Regions from separate parts of the Mus musculus genome. Here regions 1, 2 and 3 are each linked to region 4. Evidence: chromatin contacts called from public HiChIP or PLAC-seq and promoter capture Hi-C data. All regions are on one chromosome and are shown on one strand. The core of a region is the stretch at or near the end of the contact, and the rest is flanking DNA. Distances in the headings are between cores, read along the strand shown.

Evidence for each region. HiChIP or PLAC-seq counts read pairs in DNA pulled down with a chosen protein or histone mark. Capture Hi-C pulls out chosen DNA fragments and counts their contacts.
Region 1: a contact with region 4 is called in a promoter capture Hi-C map of adipose tissue. The contact joins the promoter of T2 here to the promoter of Cep43 in region 4. A contact is called at or near these places in 4 of 39 promoter capture datasets (the C10 cell line, the HPC-7 cell line, cranial neural crest and 1 more), 1 of 15 datasets of contacts at CTCF or cohesin (pro-B cells), 2 of 484 Hi-C or Micro-C datasets (B cells and nephron progenitors), 4 of 115 datasets of contacts at active chromatin or transcription factors (the 230-238 cell line, bone marrow-derived macrophages and memory CD8 T cells) and 3 of 9 other capture datasets (adipose tissue, liver and pancreatic islet).
Region 2: an H3K27ac HiChIP or PLAC-seq map of microglia shows a contact between it and region 4, with 7 times the contacts expected there. The contact joins the promoter of Sft2d1 here to the promoter of Cep43 in region 4. A contact is called at or near these places in 5 of 39 promoter capture datasets (the C10 cell line, the HPC-7 cell line, hematopoietic stem and progenitor cells and 2 more), 2 of 484 Hi-C or Micro-C datasets (the G1E-ER4 cell line and pre-B cells), 7 of 115 datasets of contacts at active chromatin or transcription factors (the 230-238 cell line, bone marrow-derived macrophages, embryonic stem cells and 2 more) and 3 of 9 other capture datasets (adipose tissue, liver and pancreatic islet).
Region 3: a contact with region 4 is called in a promoter capture Hi-C map of adipose tissue. The contact joins the promoter of Rsph3a here to the promoter of Cep43 in region 4. A contact is called at or near these places in 4 of 39 promoter capture datasets (the C10 cell line, the HPC-7 cell line, hematopoietic stem and progenitor cells and 1 more), 3 of 115 datasets of contacts at active chromatin or transcription factors (CD8 T cells, embryonic stem cells and stem cell-derived neural progenitor cells) and 1 of 9 other capture datasets (adipose tissue).

Annotation. Positions count from the first base shown.
Region 1 is chr17:8,370,548-8,374,544 of GRCm38.p6, forward strand. It overlaps T2 (brachyury 2), which reads left to right and starts at 1,849. Exons shown (of 11, transcript NM_001161832.1): 1 at 1,849-1,956. The coding sequence starts at 1,849.
Region 2 is chr17:8,309,777-8,313,627 of GRCm38.p6, forward strand. Sft2d1 (SFT2 domain containing 1) reads left to right here and starts at 1,327. Exons shown (of 8, transcript NM_134114.2): 1 at 1,327-1,509. The coding sequence starts at 1,447. 4930506C21Rik (RIKEN cDNA 4930506C21 gene) reads right to left here and starts at 1,342. Exons shown (of 5, transcript NR_073374.1): 1 at 1,241-1,342.
Region 3 is chr17:7,943,812-7,947,325 of GRCm38.p6, forward strand. Rsph3a (radial spoke 3A homolog (Chlamydomonas)) reads left to right here and starts at 1,803. Exons shown (of 8, transcript NM_025789.5): 1 at 1,803-2,492. The coding sequence starts at 1,999. All of the region lies in intron 4 of Gm1604a (predicted gene 1604A), which reads right to left.
Region 4 is chr17:8,164,201-8,167,766 of GRCm38.p6, forward strand. It overlaps Cep43 (centrosomal protein 43), which reads left to right and starts at 1,318. Exons shown (of 12, transcript NM_201230.5): 1 at 1,318-1,498; 2 at 1,724-1,777. The coding sequence starts at 1,397.

The DNA of each region.
Region 1 (3,997 bases), core at 599-3,098, 210 kb after region 4:
AGGGTGCTGCTTACTGGTTAACCTGCTTTCTTACAGAACCCAGAACCACCAGCTTAGGGATGGCACCACCCACAGCAGACTGGGCTCTCCCCACATTGATCACCAATTAAGAAAATGTCTTAAAGCTGGATCTTAGGGAGGCGATTTCTCAGTTAAGGTTTGCTCCTTACTCTAGCTTGTGTCGGGCTGACAGACGAGCCAGCCAGCACACTGCCCCTCCCCCACCGAATACCCCAGCCTTCACTTGCTCACGTGGCAGGCCCCTGCCTTCTGGAGGAATCTCAGTGATCCTGAGAGGCAGGAAGATGTTTTAGGGTTCCATCACTCTGACAAAATACCCGTGGAAATGAGAAAGGAAAGATTTATCTGGGCTCCCAGTTTCATAGTGGAGCAGGGTATGTGGACAGCTGAACTTGTGCCGGGTCAGATGGCAGCAGAAGGGCCTGCCTGCGGGATGGAAGCCTCCCTTCTCAGATGCTGCCACGTGGCCTGATATTCTTTTGCCACTCTCTTTGCTGGCAGCCCATGCTCCTGGTGGCTCCTCATGCATGCGTGTGTCCGTGTAGCCACGTTTCCTCTCACAAGGACAGTGGGTTAGATCGGGGCCCATTCTGTGATCTCATTTAACTCAGTGGGCCTCTTTCAAGGACCTGTCTCCAAATGCAACCATATTCTGAGGTGCTGAGGTTGGGGCTTCAACTTGTGACTACTGGGGACCGAGACTCAGCCTGAAAATTCTCTAAAGCCAGGCCATAGATAAAGCTGCAGGTATTGGGATGCTGTGCTCCTTTTGGGGCAAGCAAAATGCTCACAGCTTGATTATGGTGATAATCGCACATCTCTGGAAAAACCCCACCGAAAGCCCACTGAGTCACAGGCTTTCAAGGGGGGAGTTTTGAGTATATGAATCACATACCTCAATTTTTAAAACTATTTTTAATTATGTATATACATGTCTGTCTCTGTATGTTCCTGTGCATGCAGTCGGAGGCCAGAGGCATTAGATACCTCTGGAGCTGGTGGTTGGGAGCTGGGTCCTCTGTAAGAGCATGCACGCTCTTAATCTCGGAGGTGTCTATCCAGTTCCTGTTTCAACCTTCTGTATAAGAAAGCATCCTGCAAAAGGTCAAGAAGGGGTTATATAGGTGGCTATGGGGGAAGAGAAGGGAAGGGAAGGGTGGAATCTGAAGCCCTGTGATAGCAGTCTGCGATGACTGCCAGTCTCCCACATAAGCCCTAAGAATGCTCTGCCCCCATTGCCAGCGTCTTTGACAAACCACCTGCCAGGACTTCTTTCCACCATCCAACACCCCTCAGCCCCGTTGCTCAGCTACAGAAAACAGAGCATGGTTTGCTGCTGGGAATCACAAAGCCAAGAAACAGAAGGAGCGCGCTTGGTGGGAGGGGGCTGGGCTGGAGGCGGAGCATGTGGCCAGCCAGAGCCAGGCAGCGGCTGTGGTCCTGTAGCCCCTCCCTGCCTAGAGGATGCGGCTGCTGGGCTTAGAAAAGCAACTTCCTTTCCAGGGGCGTCTGGGAGACTCAGAATTGTCTTGCCTGCTTCCTCACTTTCTGTAACTGTTCCTGTGGTTTGCCCACTTTGAGCCTCAGCCAGTTTGCAGCATCAAGGAGCTGCTGCTTCAGTGTACTCTGTGAAAGGGCTCTCTGCCTGTGTTTCCTAACTGCTTCCAGAACTGGCTTGTGCATCTTTTTGTTTTGGGGTACACACAGGCACAGGCAAGCTAACTGTCCAACACGTCACAGTATAAAAAAAGTCTAACTCTGTTTTTAAAATGCTGTAATTTTAAAATTGACGCACATTTTTGTTGTTGTTGTTGTTCCTGTGACAGGATGGCCCAGATCTTGAGAGACCATTTTAAAACGCCAAAGAAACACAGGGGGTGTCACACCCAAGTGGAGGACAAAGAGAAGGCAGCACAGCAGACCTTGCCGGAACAGGTAGCCACTATTTGTGTCGTTGTGAACAAAGGGAGCCAGTCTTGTCTTTGATCTTTCTCTATTTAACGGCTCAGTAAATATTCTGACCACAAAGCTACAATGAGCAGCGGGACATACCACTGCACACTTAGAACGGCAGTCAGTAGCTCCAGACAATTAAAACTGTAAGAACGTAAAATTACAACAAAGTTGTTGGGTTTTTTTGTTTGTTTTTTGTTTGTTTGTTTGTTTTTTGTTTCTTAAAATCAGTCTCAGTCTGTCATCCGAGGTCGCATGGTGAATGAAAATAGCTCAAAAGAATTATATGGAAAGTCTATGAACAAAGGCTCCTTGTTCTACGGCGCCCTCTGGTGGGGCTGAGAGGAAATAGCATTTCTGAAGCGAGGGACACACGTGGCTTAAAACAGGCCCCAAATGCTTCCCTGGCGTCCATTCCAGTCACTGTGACACCAAGGATCAAACTCTGCAAACCCTCCTGTGTTCTGTGAATCGTTTCTTTTTTATTTATTTATTTTTTTGGTTTTTCTTTTCGGGATAGGGTTTTTTTCTGTGTAGCCTCGACTACCCTTAAACTCCCTTTGTAGACCAGGCTGGCCAAGAACTCAGTGCCACCCCCACCTGGCTTGCCTTCCTTCCTTCCTTCCTTCCTTCCTTCCTTCCTTCCTTCCTTCCTTCCTTCCTTCCTTCCTATTTTAATTATTTTACCCTTGAGTTTTAAAATCCAGAAACTTGAGGTCTAGAGGGGAGACTGTGTCTCTACCTCAGGTAGATACTGAGACCACGGTTCTGAGTCGGAGGACCCTTCCCACTCCTCTGGATCCCCAGCTAATGAAGGGAGAGCAGGCCAGGCAGTTAGTTTTGGAGACTTGGTGGAGGGAATTTGGTTCCTTTGAAGGAGGCCAGTGGCCACTAAGGTGGGTGGTGGATGGGAGACACTGGGCGGCATCAGAAGTGGCCGCTGCATGTATCGGGCAGCAATCAGGCTGCAGGGCACAGGGACACGGCTAAGCATGTGGGGTTGAGGAGCAAGACCAGAGTGTACAGACTCTTTCCTGGGACCCCGATTCTGCCGTTTGGGCCCAAGCAGTACCAATTCACCCCTCTGTTTGGTGGTGAATGGGCTGAGGCTGTGAGCTTAGGGCCTGTGCACCAGCGTAGACAGAAGAATGAGGGCTGGCAAAGACAGGGAAAGAATTGGAACCATGAAGCCATCTCAAGAGTCTTAGTGCTCTAGGACAGGGAGTGGTCTTATTTGGGAAGGAATTCATTTGACCTGCTTGGTACTCACCTGATACATCAGGCATTTGAGACTCGTGGTACACAATCACCAACTGCCCCAGATTTCTGTATCTCACGGCTGACTAGATTTCTAATTAAGCACAATGAAGAAAAACACCCCCTTCATTATTGTTCACAGATTAAAGGATACTAATGAGAGATCCATGGACTTCTAAAACAACCAAACCCCCATGGTTCAGTACCAGAAAACGCGTAGATTTAGTCTTCAATGCCACACACCCATCTCACAACCCCTGAAGGCCCACACATAGGCACACATATACAAACTCGAACACACAAAGACCAAGAAGACATATTTTAAAAGATGGCCAAGCTGGGTGGTGGTGACATATACATTTGATCCCAGCATTTGGTGGGGGAGAGGCAAGCAGATCTCTATAAGTTCAAGGCCAGCCTGGTCTACAAATTGAGTTCTAGGACTGCAAGGGATACACAGAGAAACCTTGTTTTGAAAAACCCAATAAGAAAAAAAAAAAGATGGCGAGACAGAAGCCAAGCTTCATGGTGTAGGGTGGAGCCATGGGAGCTTCAGAGTGAACTGTCCCTGTTTTAAAAAAACCTCTTTGTACACTGGGGAGAGAGTCAAGTGCTTTCTGCACAAGGATAAGCAGCCAGGTGTGAGCGCACACCTAACCTGTGATTGTAGCATTGGGAAATAGGGATGGCTGGATCCCTGGGGTTCACTGTCCTGCCAGCCTTGCCTGCTTGGTGTGTTCCAGGCTGTCCTGAGGGACAACACCCG
Region 2 (3,851 bases), core at 77-2,576, 150 kb after region 4:
TAGGTGGTTGGAAGTCACCAAGTGGGTGCTGGGAATCAAACTCAGGGCCTCTGGAAGAGCATCCAGTGTTCTTAACCTCTGATCCATCTCTCAAGCCCTCAGTCCTTGTTTTTAATAGTTACATTTTGTTCTATATAATTAAATTTGTCAGGCAATTTACACTTCAAGACATGTGTGTTGCCCAAGGTCTCTATTCTACATAAGATCGTACTCGGCCTTAAGAATGACAGGGGCCTGGAGAGATGGGCTCAGTGGTTAAGAGCACTGGCTGCTTTTCCAGAGGATTCAGTTTCCCAGCACCCACACAGCAGCTCACAATCTTCCCTAATTCCAGTTCTAGGGAATCTGATGCCTTCTTCTGATAGCTATGGGCTGTGCATGAATATGGTACACAGACACACAGGCAAATGACAGAAGGGGGTGGGGTCACATATATATCAAATCAGAACACTAAGAGGTTAAGTCTCAGGCAAAACTGGGTTACTAAATAGCTTTCTGTCTGCAACACATTCTAGGATCGTTGTTTATTCTTGTTACTATAATTAACACCCTATCATTTGTACAAATTAATGGGTTTCACTGTGACATTAAGATCCATGTATATGTCACCAGAATTTTTAAACTGCCACTAATTATTTCAAGTACATACTGACTCCTTCAAATCGAGGTTTCAACTATATTGTGAGTACTGGCAATTTCATATATATTGAAAAACAGACTTTTCATAACTACTGTTATCAGATTTTTTAATATAGAAGTTACTATACTTCAAAGGGAAAACGTGTAGCCATATTAAAAACTATTTTATTGGACATCAAGGACGATTTTTATTGTACATTCGTTATCATCTTTGTAATCTTTCAAAGGGCAAAGGGACGGGGCTTTCGCACTTTTGTTCGTTCAGGTCTAACTCCCTGAGAACGCTGGAGCAGTTTCATCTGTAAAAGATCCCCTTCTCTAGTAATGACTGCCTTTCGCGAGGCAGTAGGATTGACAATTAACCCTTTTTTTTTTCTTGATCCAATTTTAAGGAGGAAGCTGTTAGTGAAATCGTTAAAATAAAGGCCATTTCATTACCATCTCTCCAACCCAAAACAATCGGGGCAGGACCTGTCACTCAGTGCCTGGACAGTCATGCAACTGGACACTGTTTCTCTGCACCAGGCCGGACAGACAGCTCTAACTGTGTCCCTCCCTACTGGCTGGCTGAACGATCTTGAGGATAAGAAAAGCCACTCACCAGCCCCCTGCGGGCACCCGTGGGCGCGCCGGAAGTGACGTAATCAGGCCCGCCCCAGCAGATTAAAGAGCAAGGAGGTGCGCATGCTTGAAGGAAGCGGAAGTCCGGATTTCCGGCCGGCGCTTGAAGGTGCGGATTCCGGGCTTCCGGGTGGGCGTGGGGGCCGGACGAGCTAGGGGTCGGCGGCGTGGCAAGAGGACAGGGCTATGGAGAAGCTGCGGCGCGTCTTGAGCGGCCAGGACGACGAGGAGCAAGGCCTGACGGCGCAGGTAACGTCCTCGGCCGCGGCGACAGTGGGAGAGGGGACCGCGAACCGCTCTCGGGGAGTCGGTCCCGGATCCCCGGGACTGTCCGGTCCCCGCTTCTCTGCCATGGCCTTTCTCTGCGCCCTCCCCTCCTGCACCAAGTTCCGCCGCCCCTGCAGCGAGCAGGCCTCGGGGCCAGGCTGCCTGTGGCCGGCTCATTCATTCCAGGTCTCAAGACAGATCTGGGGCTGGGGAGATGGCTCAGCGGTTAAGAGCACTGACTGCTGCTCTTCCAGAGGTCCTGAGTTCAATTCCCAGCAACCACATGGTGGCTCACAACCATCTGTAATGGGGATCTGATGCCCTTTTCTGGTGTGTCTGAAGACAGCTGCTGTGTACTCATATAAATAAATAATAAATAAATAGATCTTTAAAAAAATTAAGGCTGAGATCTGGGCGAGAGACTGGAGAGCACGGACGTGCCAAAGGTTGCCTGTGAAGTCAGCCCTCCTTAGTAATGCATGGTTTTGTTTTGTTTTGTTTAATTAACAGAGCCCTTGTTTGCTTGTGACCCAGACATGAGACTTGATAAAGACTTACTTCCTCCAGTAAGAATTAAAAATAGGCAAACAGGAACTGCTTTGTGTTTTGCACGCTAGCACATTTTGGTGTGTCTTGGCACAGACCTGGGCCTGATTTTGTATTACATGAAGATGTTTTGTTTGTTCGTTTTTCCTTTCTGACTTATTTGTTGGCAGGGCTGAGGTAGCCCGTGTTGAGACAAGTGAACTCTATATTGTATTTTGTGTTTTGTTTGTTTGTTCTTTTTGGGTTTGTTCCAAGACAAAGTCTCACTGTGTAGCCCTCACTGGCCTGGAGCTACAAAGGTCCTCCTGCCTCTGCCTCCTGAGAACTGAAATCAGTATTGTAATTGCAATACAAAAGACCTGTACATAGTCACTTCAGCAATGGCTGTAAATATGGCTTATCCACCGTGCTTGATAGTATCAACTGCTTCATGCTCCACTCTTTGTTCTAGATCTTTGCTGTAGCTATGACCACATGTAGCCACTCAAAATGTAAACAGATTAAAATGTAGAATTTATTTCCGTAGTGGTGCATGCCGTTTTTAAGTGTTGAGTAGCATGTGGCTGCTGCTCAGACATTGCTGGAGTGTTGTCAGGCAGTGCTCTTGTAAATCCTGGGGACAAAGAAGTGAACTTGGTCCTTGGAGCTGTTTCCGGAAGAGAGGAGATTGTGTAAAGAAGAGTTCAGTCAAAGGTGGAACGCTCTGGTGGTGATAGACTGTTAGGTGGTTATCCGTTGTCACTGTGGATGTAATAACAGTGACTGATAGAGGCCTCCGGTGCTACGGTTACAGTGTTAGTGGAAAGTGCGTGGAACAGGTAGAGTGGGTTGGGAAGCTTAGGGTTGCCGTAGTGCATAGGGTAGTCAGCCTCTCAGGTAGCTCAGGGAAGCTCTTCCTGAGCTCCCAACTAGGAGAGAGTGGCAGGGGTGGCCTCTGTGTGTGCTGGGCCGGTGACTGGAACAGAGGGAAAGAGGGACACAGGTAGGAGACAAAGGCAGGAAGGCAGGAGGTGGAAGATTCTGCGTCCCATTGGGTCTCTTAGGCTGTGGAGAGGGTTTCGATTCACTGTGAGTGAGTGATACTGTATTAGCCACTTTCCCATCGCTGAGCACAGTACCTGGCAGAAACAGCTCAAGGAGAGGGAAGGTATGTCGTGGTTCCATTTCAGAGCTTTAGTCCATCTTGATGGGAAGGTATGGTGGACAGTTCAGTTCTTGGATAGACGTGTGGGAGGGGATTCGCTTCCCAGCTCCAGGAAGGAGAGAGGTCAGCCCTAGGGAGTGACTTCTGTCAAGTCGGCCTTAGCATCTCAAGTTTCCAGAATGTCTCAAAGTAGGGCCACCTCTGAGAAGAGGGCGTGGGAGCTTAGCCTGTTCACGGGGAAGCCTCAGCTGTGTTGATCCAGTACTCCCATTTTCTTACCTTTTTAAAGATTTATTGTTCCTTCATATGTATAAATATTTTGCTCTCCGAGAATGAAAGGTATGACAGTAATGAGGGACAGGGGTAGAATGTCATGGTGGCCTTGAAAGTATTATGTGTCTGGGGAGGAGCATGGGCCTAGAGGGAAGAGTGCCTAGCACACTGCTTGTCCTGCAGGATGTGTGGGAAGAACGCATGCCCTCGGGGAGGATAGACCACAAGGTGAGAGATACTTAGAAGTTAGTGAGGACCAGAAAGTTTGTGTAGAGTTCAGGGTGTTCTGCGATTGTGGGTGACCAGGCTTAGTAGGGCAGTGGGGTGGTGACTTCTTGTACTGCAGGATGGAAAAGGTCCT
Region 3 (3,514 bases), core at 553-3,052, 220 kb before region 4:
GTCATTTTCCCTTTGTCCTCAAGGCTCTGCCCACTCTATGTCTTCGTCCTCAAGGCTCCACCCACTCTATGTCTTCGAACATGACTGATGTTGAGAGCTCTGTTCCTGCTGCTTCCTTGATATGGAATGTTCTGCCAGTCTGAAGTTTCATTACTTCACCGCCTTCTCATCTTTGCTGGGAGGAGAGCATCCTTCTTCAGCCTTCTCTAATGAGCCTAAAATCCCTCCGTCCCTATACCCAACCTTTCATGCTGCACTTTTTTTCTCTTGGTTCTTATAACAGCTAAATTTTGCTCCCTTGCCTTGTTTTTTACGATTCATCTATCAAAATATAAATTCCACACAGGCAAAAGTGTTAAATTACAAAAAAAAAAAAAAAGACAAACAAAACTTCTAAACCTTTAGTTTCCAATGACTGACTAGTGCTTGTCATATAGCAAATACTCAAAATCCTTTGGGCCAAATCATCGAATTTCAGACAACTGGATGCAAGACAATCATGCCAAACACAGATATCTGGGATTGTCACCTGAGAGAGACTCTCCACAAAAGATTTTATTATCACAAATATATAAGTGCTACTATAACCAAAGAAGTAAATGAGATTGCCCTGGGAGTCAAATAAAGAGAACCAGACTGTGGGTAGAAACCTACAGAACGTTTAGTAGCTATCACATTATTAATAAACCCCAGTTATGGCTTGGATGGCACAGTTAGCTACCCACTCAGTACCCACTCTTCCCTAGTTAAATAACTCATTTGCTCCCCCTTTCTCCTGGACAACAGGGTACTCAAAGCCCAGATTTTATCTCTGAACTTAAGTGAGAGAACACTTTATTGCTTTAGCTGTTTGGAACTGGTTTCCTGTTCCAAGGGGGCAAAAACATTCTGATAAACTGTTCAACATTTCTACAAACCTATGTCAACTTTTCTTTAGTATTTCTGCAAGTCGTCAACACACACCCTCCTGGATTTCTACATCTCAGACTTATGAACCTCTGATCACACCCACTTGTTAGTGTGTGCGTCTGAATTTTGTCTCTGCTACTCCGTGTGGGTTCTGGTGCAAACTCGGATCGACAAGCTTGCTTTTAGCCTCTAAGAAATGGCCCCATCCACGACATTCAAGAGGTACCTTTTCCCCAGATGCTAACCTCGACATTATATTCACTTCAATGTCACTTTCTCAAAAGATTCCTCAAAATCAGTCAGACTGAAAGTCTTCAGCAGTGTCTGTCTATAGCATTTACCACACACTTTTTAGTATACTTATAGAATGGTGACTGTCTGCTTTAAACGGTAAACTTGCAGGTACAGTTCTAAGTACTGAAGCTTCGATTAACACTTTAAATCCTTACAAACCCTAAGGGATAAATTCTACTTCTGTAGACTGGAAAAACAAAGCATATAAGCACAGAAATTATAACCATTCGCCCACGTGTTGCTGGGCTAGTACACTGCAGAAGAGCGATTAAAGCCAAGGTAGGACTTAGCTGCACTGAAGGTGTTAACTGCAAACCCACATAATCACAAGGGATGCATACACTTTACACATTAAAAAAAAATTAACCTCTTTAAAGTTTTAAAATTAAATCCTAAAACGCGTTGCTCTTGGTCGCCTGCAGGATGAAAGCATAAAGGAAACCTGCTTGATCAACAACCTACCCAGCCCTTTCCAAACGTTACAAGTCCAAAGGATGGCCCAATGAGAGCCCAAGGTGAGTGGAGAAGGCAGGCGTGGCAATCCACGCCAGTTAGCGGAGGAGGAAACGGGAAACAGGAGACAGCCCGCCCCGCCCGCCTGTGCCCCAGCGCGTAACAGAGCGGGGAGCCAGGCTGCCAAGGGCGTGTCACCGCCCGGGGAGCCTGGAGCGCGGCGGCGTGGCAGGAGAAGAAACGACCGGGGGAGGCCCTTGAAAGATCAGGAGCACATGGGCCTGCTGGGATGGCGCTGACAGCAGCCCCCGCGCCGGGCCAAACGGCGTTACCTTCGCCCCAATGGCCGCCACCAACATTTGGGCGGCCCTGCCTGCCAAGAAGCGGCCACTGCACCAGCGCGCCCGACGACCAGCAGGTGGGCGGGGCCGCGAGCCGGAAGTGCCCTTTACTACAGACCCTTCCGGAAACCCAGCTGGCCGGAACTGCCTGGAGTTCCTGCCTCCAGGCGGAACCTCGGGTTGCTCGGCAACCGATGGGGGCGCAACTGTCCCCCTCGCGCTCCGCCCGTTTCTCCGAGAGCGGCGTCCTCTCGGGTCGCAGCATCCCTGCCCTTGGCACTACTTACAAGTCTCCGACTACGACGACTCCTTAGCCCCAACCTGCTTCAGAGCCCACCTTCACCGGAGGGGAAGCAGTTCGACGCTCAACCAGGCTTCGGCGATGACAGACCCTAACCCTCGGACAGCCGAGGCCTCAGGCCTCTACACCTATTCCAGCAGGCCCCGGGCCGTGGCTTGCCAGCGCCGCCGCCACCGAGACAGCATTTTGCAGCCGTGAGTGACCAAAGTAGCTCCTGTCTGGTCTCCGTTTTTGCATCCCTTCTGCTTTCCCGTGTCTACACAGCTATGTGGTTAAACAGAGGCACAGCTGGTCTGAGCCACGACACGTACACGAATGGTTATGGACACCACCAAACACCATACGGGGGCATTCACCTACACATTCTTAGTCCACAGTTCGGCCAAGTTGGTGTCACTCCATCATGCAGATGAGGAAAATGAAGCACAGAGGATAGCATGTACCAACTGAGAAAGCCAGCCACATAAAGCTAGCCTTTCATACCAGACTGGGTGGAATTAGGTTAGCCCTCCATGCAGGACCATAAAACATACAGTTACCCTAGTGAATGTTTGCAAATATTCAGGCCTGTATATGTAATAAAGATTTCAGAGTTCTTTCTATAAGCTTCACGTTTTGGAATAGCAGGGTTTGAGAATGCAAGCTTTCGCTCTACACCTTTTGTTCACCTAGAACCTTGCCTAACACATAGGAAGTGCTCAGTGTAAATTGAAGTGGTGGTTGAACTTGTAACCCTCAGCCAGGCCTGAGACAGACCTGTTATCCCAGAGGCAGAAGCAATAGGATGTCTGATTTTTTTTTTTTTTGTAACAAGTTGATTTTTTTTATGTTGAAGTAACATGTTGACTAACTTATCTGTGTATCAAAGCAATGCAGAAACCATAGCAAATGTTTCATGAAAGTGGTTACAAAGTAGCTTAATTGAGACCCTTAATCCTAAAACCATGATAACCCTTGGAAGTGAGCTTATTCTGGGGGTGTCGTTAGCTAACTTTGCTGGTGATTGACTGTATAGCCACATGCACAGAGTCATTATCTCTAGGTCAGTATGCCTCCATTCCACAAAGTCCCTCCTTAGTCCAGTCTCCCACAAAGTCCCTCCTTAGTCCAGTCTCGTTCAAAAGTTTCTATATCGACCTTGACCGTAGTAAATAAGTTTTCCAGGTAATACATGGCTAGACTGTATAATTGTGTTTAAAGGGAGCAAAATTACAAG
Region 4 (3,566 bases), core at 68-2,567:
GGCTTCAGACTGATGGCTGCCTGGCTGTGGGAGATAGTTTTCAACATCTTCAAGCCTCTCAATCTTCAAGGGTCTAGAACAGGATAGCCACTCAATTTGAAAGTATTGATTAGATGCATTTCAGACCTTTCTGAGTATCCGATCTACAGATCAGCTAATGCCTCAAGCCCGTCATTCTCCACAGTAGTGTGTCATCTGCATTGGACCAGCCTCCCAACCCCCATTCCTGGTTCCTTCTGCCAACTACACCAGTGCTGCTTTCACTGCACACAGACGAGTTTCTTCCTTTACTGGAGCACTCTCCCCTTCATCTGGCCCTAGCTTGAAGTTTGCACACTACAAGGACTCCTCTTAGTTTTTCCTGATCTATTAAACCCATTTCCTTTCCTGTGCCCCGATTGTAATTAGACTGCCAGCATGGGAAGTACTCTTTGCTCCCTCTTAACCAATGTCCTCAGTGTTCGGTGTGACCCTTCTAACCCCCTAACTGTTCTCCTTAAGGCCAGGCTTAAAAATTAACCTCTCAATGGTTCCTTTCTTGGAAGATGTAGGAAAACAAACAAAAAAACCACTCTTCTAGTTTCTCTCATAAAAAGCAGCACAGAAAGCGTTTAACTTTATTCCTACGTGAATATGCATTCATACTGCACAGGCCACTTGCGTGGTTGGAAATGAGTCCACAACCCTTTTACAGACCGGTATGGGGAAACTTTGTGAAGTTCCAAGCCAACACGTTTGAAGCTTCCCATGTATGAGGCAGCCTGGAATTTCCTCTCCTGGCCGATTGCTCTTTCAAAAGAATAAGAGCAAGGTTCCAGAGACAGCAGACCCCGCCGCCGAGCAAAACCGGCTTAAGCTGAGCGAGTATACACGCACAGAGGCGAGAATAGAATGCCTACTTGCTGCTCACGCTTAGAAACAACCCCTTGGAAGGCCCCGCCCCGCAGTTTACTCCGCCCACTTGGAGTCTCCGCTCCGCAGTTCCTCTTGTCCCTCCCTCCCAGAGCCTCTCCCCCCGACACCGCCATCTAAGCGGGTCGAGCCAGTAAGTTCAGCCAAAGTGGACTCTTCTCTCGCACAGGAATGGGGAAATTAAGTGCAATTTAGTGAAATTTCTAATATAATTCTGTTAATATGCCACAGAGCGCGTCACCAGAGCCTGACCCGGTCACCAGAGCCTGACCCCGCCCCGTGTCCATGGCTCCGCCCATAAACGACACGCTGAGACCTCGCCCCTCGCGTCATGAAACCCAAACACCGGCCTGAAGGCCCCACCCCGTAGGTCTTCTTCCCCGCGTGAGGGGCGGGGCTGCGACTGCGCGCTCGCGGGCCGGGTGGCTTCCGCGGCGGCCGTTGGCCGTTAGCGCGGCTTGGGTGGTTGTCTTGGAGAAGCAAGATGGCGGCGACTACCGCCGCGGTGGTGGCCGAGGAAGACACGGAGCTGCGCGACCTGCTGGTGCAGACGCTGGAGAACAGCGGCGTGCTGAACCGCATCAAGGTGCGGCGGGGCGGCCGCCGGGGCTCGGGGCTGCGCGGGACGCCGGCACGAGGCGGCCACGCGGCCGTGGGGCCTTGGCCCGAGTTCGTGGGCCGGGTGTGGAGCGCACAGGCCCGTCGCCTTCCATCGCTCGCTGCCCGCGCGGCCGGCACCCTCGTGTCTGCCCCCGTTCTTTCAGGTTGCGAAACTGACTTATAATCTTGTGGTTTTTTTTTTTTTTTGAAGGCTGAACTCAGAGCGGCTGTGTTTTTAGCACTAGAAGAACAAGAAAAAGTAGAGGTAAGAGATCCCCAGACCTTGTTCATGCCGTACCTCTTAATGCCCGGTTTCTAATAAATGAAAAGCCGTCCTGAAATAGTTCAGTAACTAACCGGGGATGCTTCTGAACGGCTAAGGATTGGGCTTTTACCAATACTCATTTTCTAAATCATTTTGCACGTTTAGAGTGGCCTTAAAGTAGCACAGGAATTTCGGGAGACAGTAGTAGCTAAGGCTCAGGTGCAGGAGTCACGTGAAAGCGGTTCGTTGAGTTACCGGAAGTATTACTTTGAAATTTTTATAAGCTAGTACACTTCAAATGTCTTGGCAGTAAGGAATGCACACTGGAACCTTTTCCCAAATTCTGATTGGTTGGTTAAAAATCTGACCATTACTTTAAAAACATCTCTGATCTTATCCCCCCACCCCCCAAAAAAGAAATCTAGTGAGACCTGAATGTTTAATAACTTGGCTTTTCTGCCTACCCCAGGCCCCAGCAACCATCCTGAGTAAATGTCCTGTAACTCCTTGTCAGTAAGAATCACAGGAGAATCAAAGTCTTACTGTGTGACAGATCTGCCTCCATCCTTCCACGGCTGTGGCCCTGTTTAACCTACCTGCTCTTAACTTTCTCCTCTTCATCCTTACTGGTTGGTTCTTGGCCAGGCTGGGTCCCATTGTCCACCCTTGGGAGTCTCATGTTTCTTTGCTTTCTAGTTAAACAGTAATTATCATTTGATCCAGTGAATTATTTTCTTAACCTGTTTCTGCATAAGCATTGCCAAAGAAAAGTCACTTAGCCAGGTGACTGTGTGAGTTCCGTAGTGGTGGGTTGTAACTGAGCAGGGTCTGGGGTTCTCCCGTCTGGTCCCCTTTAGCTTTCTTACCTGATCCTTCACTCACAGGAACAAGAGAAGCTCCTGGGTCCTAACTTGTGCCCTGTTGCTGCTATCCCAGTCTGTCAGTTCAGGAAGGTTACCTGTATCCGTCTAGCTGTACTCCTACTTTCAGAGAAGAGGCTCGGTCTTGCCAATATAATTTGTTTGGTTTTGTCTGCTATGTATTCTCATCTCCTTAGTTAAATACTGTGTCTTTGATTTCTTTTCTGCTGGCTCTTTTGAGCACAAAAATGTTTAATTGCTCTTAAAATCGTTTTATTCTTGATTTTCTCCTGCTTTAACAGGCAAAGTTTGAACTGTACATCTCATGATGTTTTTTATTACGAGGTATCCCTTGCTCCATTAAACATTTAAACACAGTACTGCTATACCCGAAACGTCTCTTGCTACATTCTAGAAGGTTCCTCCACTTGAGTATGCTTCAGCTGTCACCCAGCTCGCCTGGCTGTTGCACCATCTAACAGTGACCCCTCTTTCATTTTTGGAAATGTTTTGACCTTGGGAACCTTTTTCTAAGTGTTTTCCTTTTGCCTAGTCCTTGGTTTCTTTTAAGATCTCCTCCCTGCGTACCATACTTCAGTTGTCGGTGTCCTGCCCCAGTGCTTAGTCTGCAGCTTCCCCAAGGCAACCTTAACACCACTGGTAACTTTGTCACGTGTCTGGTGCACAGCTCCCGTTCCGAGCTTCAGACCTGCGTGTTAGGTTAGGCCGTGTAACAGACTGATGTCCATGAGTTTTCCAGGCCTGCTCTGCCCTTGCTCTGTCATCTCCTGGCAGTGTCTGCCTGCCCTTCTTGGCTTAGTTACAGCTTTTCCAGAGTGACACTTGCTACTCCCCATCTGTCATGGGTGCCCTCATCCTATGTCTCAGGTCTTCAGCTGTCCTGGGTTGGCCATTTGTAGCACATGCCT